2 separate regions of the Mus musculus genome follow, and region 2 is linked to region 1. Evidence: chromatin contacts called from public promoter capture Hi-C data. All regions are on one chromosome and are shown on one strand. Each heading gives the region's core, a stretch centred on a gene start, on an enhancer-like site or on the middle of the called end of the contact. The rest is flanking DNA. Distances are from core to core; before and after follow the strand shown.

The links. Promoter capture Hi-C pulls out the DNA fragments that hold promoters and counts their contacts.
Region 2: a promoter capture Hi-C map of pre-B cells shows a contact between it and region 1. The contact joins the promoter of Riok2 here to the promoter of Phf10 in region 1. A contact is called at or near these places in 2 of 39 promoter capture datasets (liver and pre-B cells).

The regions. Positions count from the first base shown.
Region 1 is chr17:14,959,639-14,962,866 of GRCm38.p6, forward strand. Phf10 (PHD finger protein 10) reads right to left here and starts at 1,622. Exons shown (of 12, transcript NM_024250.4): 1 at 1,473-1,622. The coding sequence starts at 1,556.
Region 2 is chr17:17,372,843-17,376,108 of GRCm38.p6, forward strand. It overlaps Riok2 (RIO kinase 2), which reads left to right and starts at 1,490. Exons shown (of 10, transcript NM_025934.2): 1 at 1,490-1,828. The coding sequence starts at 1,763. Gm36768 (predicted gene, 36768) reads right to left here and starts at 1,374. Exons shown (of 4, transcript NR_168690.1): 1 at 1,172-1,374; 2 at 332-392.

The DNA.
Region 1 (3,228 bases), core at 372-2,871:
TTCACTTTCTTACCAACTAGATTGTGTTCAAACATCTGCTTTTTAGTAGCCACACCACTTTAAAAATCAAAGCAAGCCTTCCTATTTGAGCTGGGAAATAAATACTAGTAAGTTTCATAGTACCCTTCAGCTTACAACTGGCCCCCCGGAGGCGCATTTTAATTAGCTACTTTGGAGATGAAGAAGGACTGGATACAGGTTACCACGTCTAACTACATTCCTTTTCTTCTGCGGCAGAAATTCAACACTTTGTGATAAACTCATAGGAGATATAGGTTGTTGAGCCATTCCATTAAGGAAATAAGTAATCAAATGTTTTAAAAACAATTCATTACGTTAATTAATAGGCTTAAACTCCTATTTTTTTTTTAAATCAAGGTACTATAGCTCCTAACACTACTACTCTTACTATAAATTTCAATAAAGGCCCACGGAAGGGAATGAAAAGGCAGCACAGGCTAGCATGCCAAGTCAGCATGGCACTGCGGGCTGCCAGAGAATCTTACTGAGCACTGCCCTCCACCAGCTGTGTGCTGCAAGCTTCTCCCCAGTCCTAAAGCCTAGGTGGCTGATGCAAGGATGCAGTGAAGTGATCACATAAGAGCCAGGTAGCACATAGCTGTCTGATATATGTTAACGTTGTGATTAGCAGTGACTTTATATTTCATTATGTCTCCAGCACCTAGGAATTTACTAAAATTACTTTCCAAATTAAAAAAGAACATAGAAATCATTCCCCTTTTCACTCTTCAAGAATGAAATCAAGTAGACTTAATATTCCCTTTTAAAGCTAACAATCAAGAAGTTGAAAGATAATTAAATTTCTTAGTATGTTTTTCACTGTATTCATGGTCCATACTGGCTTGACACCGTTAATTTTAAGCACTATTTTATTAATTTGTGGACATTTTAAGGATTTCTGTATGTCAATACTTTTACTTAAAAACAATGATCCTCTCGAAAAGAAACAATAACGGAAGTTGACACAGAGTTTACCAGCTCACAACTGTAGGAATCCTAAGGGCTACGTTCCAGGTAAGGCCCTCCCCTCCGCACCATCCTCGGTCAGGACAGGGAGCCAGCAGCCCCCTGCGAGCAGTCAGAGACCCCACCAGGGAGGACCGGCACGTGGCGGGGGCCACCTCGGCTGGCCGGGTCTGTGGGTGTGAAACCACGTTCTGCCAACTCGGGACCCCGAGCGCACGTCCCGCTCAGCGTCTCCCCGACTGAGATCCCCAAGGCCGCCAACTTTTCCGACTTTCCCAGGCTGGGGGCGCTTCGTCTCAAGCACTCTTCCCGAGTCCCCCGGTCCCAGCTATTCCCGGACAACTTCCCACCCCGCCGCGCAGGTCTCCCCGACGTCCGCGCCCACTGTCCGCCGCACTTGTTGCTCCAGGACCCGCCGCCCGGTCTCCTCTTCTCTCCCGAGCCCGGCCTGGGCCGCTGCCCCTTGGGCAGCGCGCTCCGCTCACCTTTGGGGACTGCGCTCCGGGGGAGGCCGGGTCGCTGTCGCACCGCCCCGGGGACAGCGCCGCCCCGGGCCCGGCCGCTGCCATCAGCCCAAGCGCCCCGCGCCTCCGTCGTCGTCGCCGCCTTCGCCTAGTCCCAGCGGCCGCCGCCGCCGCCGCTGCCGCCGCTGTCGCGCGGGCCGCCCGGCGCCCCGGCCCCGCCCCCTCCGCCCGCCCGCCCGGGGGCCGGCCCCTGCCGCCGCGCGCCCCGCGGCCCGCCAGCGCCACCGCCATGGCCGCCAGCGCGCTGCCGGCCGGGACCCGCACGCCGCTCACGTCAGCCGGCCGCAGCTGCGCGGCTCCGCCGGCCTCGGCCGGGGCCTTGCCGCCTTGCCGCCTTCACCCGGCGCGCCGCGCCCGGCCTGAGCTCCGCTGGCCAGCCACCGCCTCGGTCCCGGCCCCACCCGGGTTCCTGGCCGCCTGGCGAGCTCGCTGCCGCCCCTTCCCTGCGCCCCCGGCCCGGCCCTCCGCGTCAGCCGCGGCTCCGCGCCGCCCCGCCCCGCCGCGGTCCCGCCCCCTCCCCTCCTCCGCTGCGCGTCAGCCGGGGGTCCTCAGTCGGCGGTGCCTGCCTTGTCCCCACCTGGGTCCCTAGCCCCTCCCCTCAAAGATGTGTCTTCACCACGCTTGTTCTCCAATCCCTCCCCCGTACCCAGCTCCTCCCCTCAGCCCGGGGTCGCCACCACGCCGCCGTGTCCTCCCCACTCCCGATCATCAGCACCTTAGCTGAGGGTCCCTACCGCGCGGTATCCTCCCACCAACCCCACCCCTACCGGTCCCCAGCCCCTCCTCTCAGCCCGGGGTCTCCACAGCCGCGGCGACCTCCCCTTCTCCACCAGGGTCCTCGCTCCCTTCTGTAAATGAAGGATTAGTGTCCTCAGCCCACTTCCTCCTCTCTCGCAGCCCTTAGGGTCAACCACCCCAGGAGCTCCGCCTCCTCCCTCTTTGAGATCCCCTTCTCCTGAGTCCTTTCTGACTTCTCCACCCCACCTCTCCATCTTCACTCCACACACCCCAGGATCCCCAAGGCGCTCTTGGCTCATTTGTTCTACAACTGCTTCTCCTGTGACCTTGGCGTAGTGGCCCCCATGGCCACGGGAAAAGTCACAGCAGCACTCAGGTTGAACGGAACCCAGTCAGGCAAGGAGAACATAGGGAAGGTTCCCAAAATCATATGACAGAGTCAGCACAGTCACCTGCAGGACACAGGATTGGGAATTCCTGGAAATGGAAGCCAATTGTCCAATGGTGTTTGGACAGGATTTATATTGATGTTAGTGCTTAGACTTCGCCACAGGAAAGGCCGTACCCCACCCTTTGAAAAGAGCACCAGGAAGACAACAGGTCCAATGGACAAAGGCAAGGGGCAGAGAGGCAGGCCTACATCCCCCACCCCCCATCCCCTCCACTCCCCACAACACTTCCAAGAATGTAGGGGACCAAACCAGAAAAGGTGGTGGTGATCTAGCTCTTGGATTTTAGAATTCGAGTTCCCTTTCACAGCCACAGCTTCTAGCTCCAGAAAGTAAGCCCAGCACTTCTCTCCTCCTTTGAAATATATATAGTGTATCCACATGAAGTATAGAGCCGACAAATAATGTAGAGGTGAAGGGAGTGCCTGCCATAGAGCAGGATGTCTGCAGCTTCAAGATAAAGTGATACACAAATATATATAACTGAACTTAAGGGCATCGTAGGTGGGAAAGAGCATACTTGCAATTAA
Region 2 (3,266 bases), core at 240-2,739, 2.4 Mb after region 1:
CTAAGTCAGCTGTGGGTCCAGACCCCTTTGGGAACCCCGTCTCCAAAAAAGTATTTGCATTACATTAAGAATTGTAACAGTAGCAAATTACAGTTATGAAGTAGCAATAAAAAACAATTCTATTGTTGGCAATCACCACAAAATAAACTGTATTAAAGGACCGCTGTACTAGGATGGTTGGGAACCACTGGCTTAAGTCACACTAAGTATGGTGAGAAAGGAAGATTGAATTTAAATCCTTTACTCATAAATGACTTGATTACTAAAAAAACAAACAAACAAACAAAAAACCCACAATATTGAAAAGATGAGAAATCTGGACTGTGATTACCCCAATATTCCAGAACTTGGATCCAAACCCACTCAATTAGTGGTGGCTCTGTGGAGCAATGCTGAAAGGAGACAGAAAGACAGATAATCAAAGCTTCAAACTTTTTGTTTTCACATGTTCTAATGTTAATGTAGAAAGAAAAATTCCATTGTGTACAACGGTCTTAATTAGTTAAGTCCTAATTAGATATGCCTAGAATCCTGTATTCAAGCATACAAGACCCCAAAGACAGGAACATAGAGATGAAAAAGGATTGATCTTTTGTTTCGATTTGATGATTTTAGATTACCAACTACTTTAGCTGGACCGATACGGACACTACAGCCTGCTGTCTGCCCCTATGCTTTATGAAAGAGCTTACTCCAGGAAGATACTCAGCACCACTCTCCAAAAGGAGGAAATGAATACATTGTTTCTTGGAAACTGGAAGGAGTGGAGTATGGAAGGAACACGAAGGTATCTTAATCTGAGTCCTTAAAGTTTGCACATACCTCAAAAAAAAAAAAAAAAAAGTTACACACCAGTCGTTGGCAATCTCTCAAGTATAAAGCAGATCATAACACTGGACACTTATAGCGCCCAAGCTTAACCTAAGAGCTGACCAGAGAAGATCTGCAGCTTAAAGGACTGAAATATAGATAATTCGTGAAATGAGAAACACAGGTACTGAATATCACATGAGTCACACTTGTTACTATGCTGCTGCTGTCGGGATGAAGGTACGGTAATAAAAGTCTTTGTCTTGGGTACATTGTCTTGTTAAGCCTCCCAAATGCTCCTGGACCCAAGAAACATTGAGGTGCGCGCTTTCTTTGGAAGCGAGCACTGGATAGTACGTACAGAAGCTCCTCCTAACCCGTCCTGGGATCAGCGTCCCAGGCCAGCGGGGCAGCTCCTAACCCGGCCCTCCTCCGCCGGACAGGGGTGGGGCTGCCGAGAGACAGCGCGTGCGGCTCTGTGGCCACCCTTTCAGTGGTTTTGCTGGCCTCCGGTCTCGCTTACTCATTTCCCTCCCTGACTTTACAGTGCACAGTTGCTGCACTAAAAGTGGGCGTGGCTCGGAACGAATAAAACACGCCCCTCTCGTGACGTAAGCACTGTTGCATGCGGAAGTCCGGCCTTAATTCCAATCAGGTCCTAGCAGCTCTGAAAAGTAACGTGGCATACTATGTAAAACATTTGCAACTTGCCAAATCAGTCAAACGTAAATTATTTATTTAGGGGCTGAAAAATCACTTCTGCCTGATTTTTAGCTACAAAAACGAGAAAAAAATAGCATTTTTCTACTGCTTCTTGAGCACGTGTTCTTACCTAGCGATAAGCACCTTAAATACAGGGCGCGTGCGCGGGCAGGTCGCCGCCGAAAGCCTGCGAGATTACCCAGCAACTTTGCGTCTTCCCAGAGAGCGTCCGTGGTGGAACTGGGCAAGCATGGGGAAGGTGAATGTAGCCAAGCTTAGGTACATGAGCCGCGATGACTTCAGAGTTCTGACTGCGGTAAGGAGTACACCTTTCTTGCTTATCCATTCGGTGACGTCCTCCTCCTGCTATTCTAAGGTCGCTGGGAGCTGAGTGAGGGCTCTCTGATTTGTGGATTGTTTGCCGAGGCTGGGATCTGGGTAAAGGGCACCAAGGTCTGATTTTCATGAAGCTTTGTGAAAAAAAGAACTATCTTTTACTAAACATGGTTCTTCCTTTCAGCTTCTTTTGCTGCAGATGTGCTTACGTCTCTGTGGCCCGGGAAATTTCATTGATCTTTGGCTTCCAAACTAGGGGAGGGTGGGAGTTAAGTCCTCTAATAGACTCAGACACTTAATGTTAAAAAAAAAAAGTCAGCTTTCTCTATCAAATATAACAGCAGAGTGCAAAACAAAGGAGGAAAGGAGATGCCTCTTAGTCGACCAGCAAATCAATATGTTAACAATGTAGTCAGATAGTAAGTACCGTGAAGGTAACAAAGGATAAAGAAATAGAAAGTAGCCACGTGTTGGAAGGATACTGTCTTTGAGTTTTACAGTGATGGAGACAGAATCCAAGAATCTTGTCTTTACTGTTAATCGAACTACAAAGTTTGTCCCCACCCCCCGAACCAATGAATCTTAACTGCCGGAGAAAAAAGTGTCCTTGGAGAGAGTTGTAGAAGAGGTGTCCTTGGAGAGAGTTAGAGGCAAATTAGAGCAAAAACTCAGAGATGGGAGGGAGAGTCTTCATAGAAGAGAAAGGTTCGATATAATGGTTGGGGACATACATGGAAAATGAGAACCAAACCATATAAGCCCTTGCAGGCCTAGTAAACGATGTGTGTGTAAGCCCGTGATTTATTTTTATTTATTTTTTAATTCATTTATTTATTTATTTATTTTGGTTTTTCAAGACAGGGTTTCTCTGGGTGTCCCTGGCTATCCTGAAACTCACTCTGTAGACAGACTGGCCTCAAACTCAGAAATCTGCCTGCCTCTGCCTCCCAAGTGCTGGGATTAAAGGCGTGCGACACCACTGCCTGACCTGTGAATGTTTTAATTAGGAAGATGACAAAATCTGATTCTGTAGTTTTAGTGTTGTGGCACAGAAATCAGGACAGTTATGTAAGGTTAGAATGAGTCAGGCTTTGTTTAGGAGTTGCTGACTTTTGGTAAGGGCTGTGTTGCATAATAGGATATGAAATGTGAGTTGCCTGGTTCATGTATTATTTTAAGCCTTTGTAGCCAAGTTAAGTAGGTAACGTTTACAAATTCATCAAATGCAAGGTCCACATGAACTTTGGCATGTGCTTCCTTTTTCCTATAGCTTCCTTAATTAACCTGGCTTTTTCTTTAAGTAATGGCTTTCCTTCTCAGCACATTCATTCATTTCTCAGTGTCTTGACAAAAATAGGGTAGTCGATAAGTGTATTGGAGGATTGGGGAAGCAAGGAAAGGAGATAAGAACGAGCTAA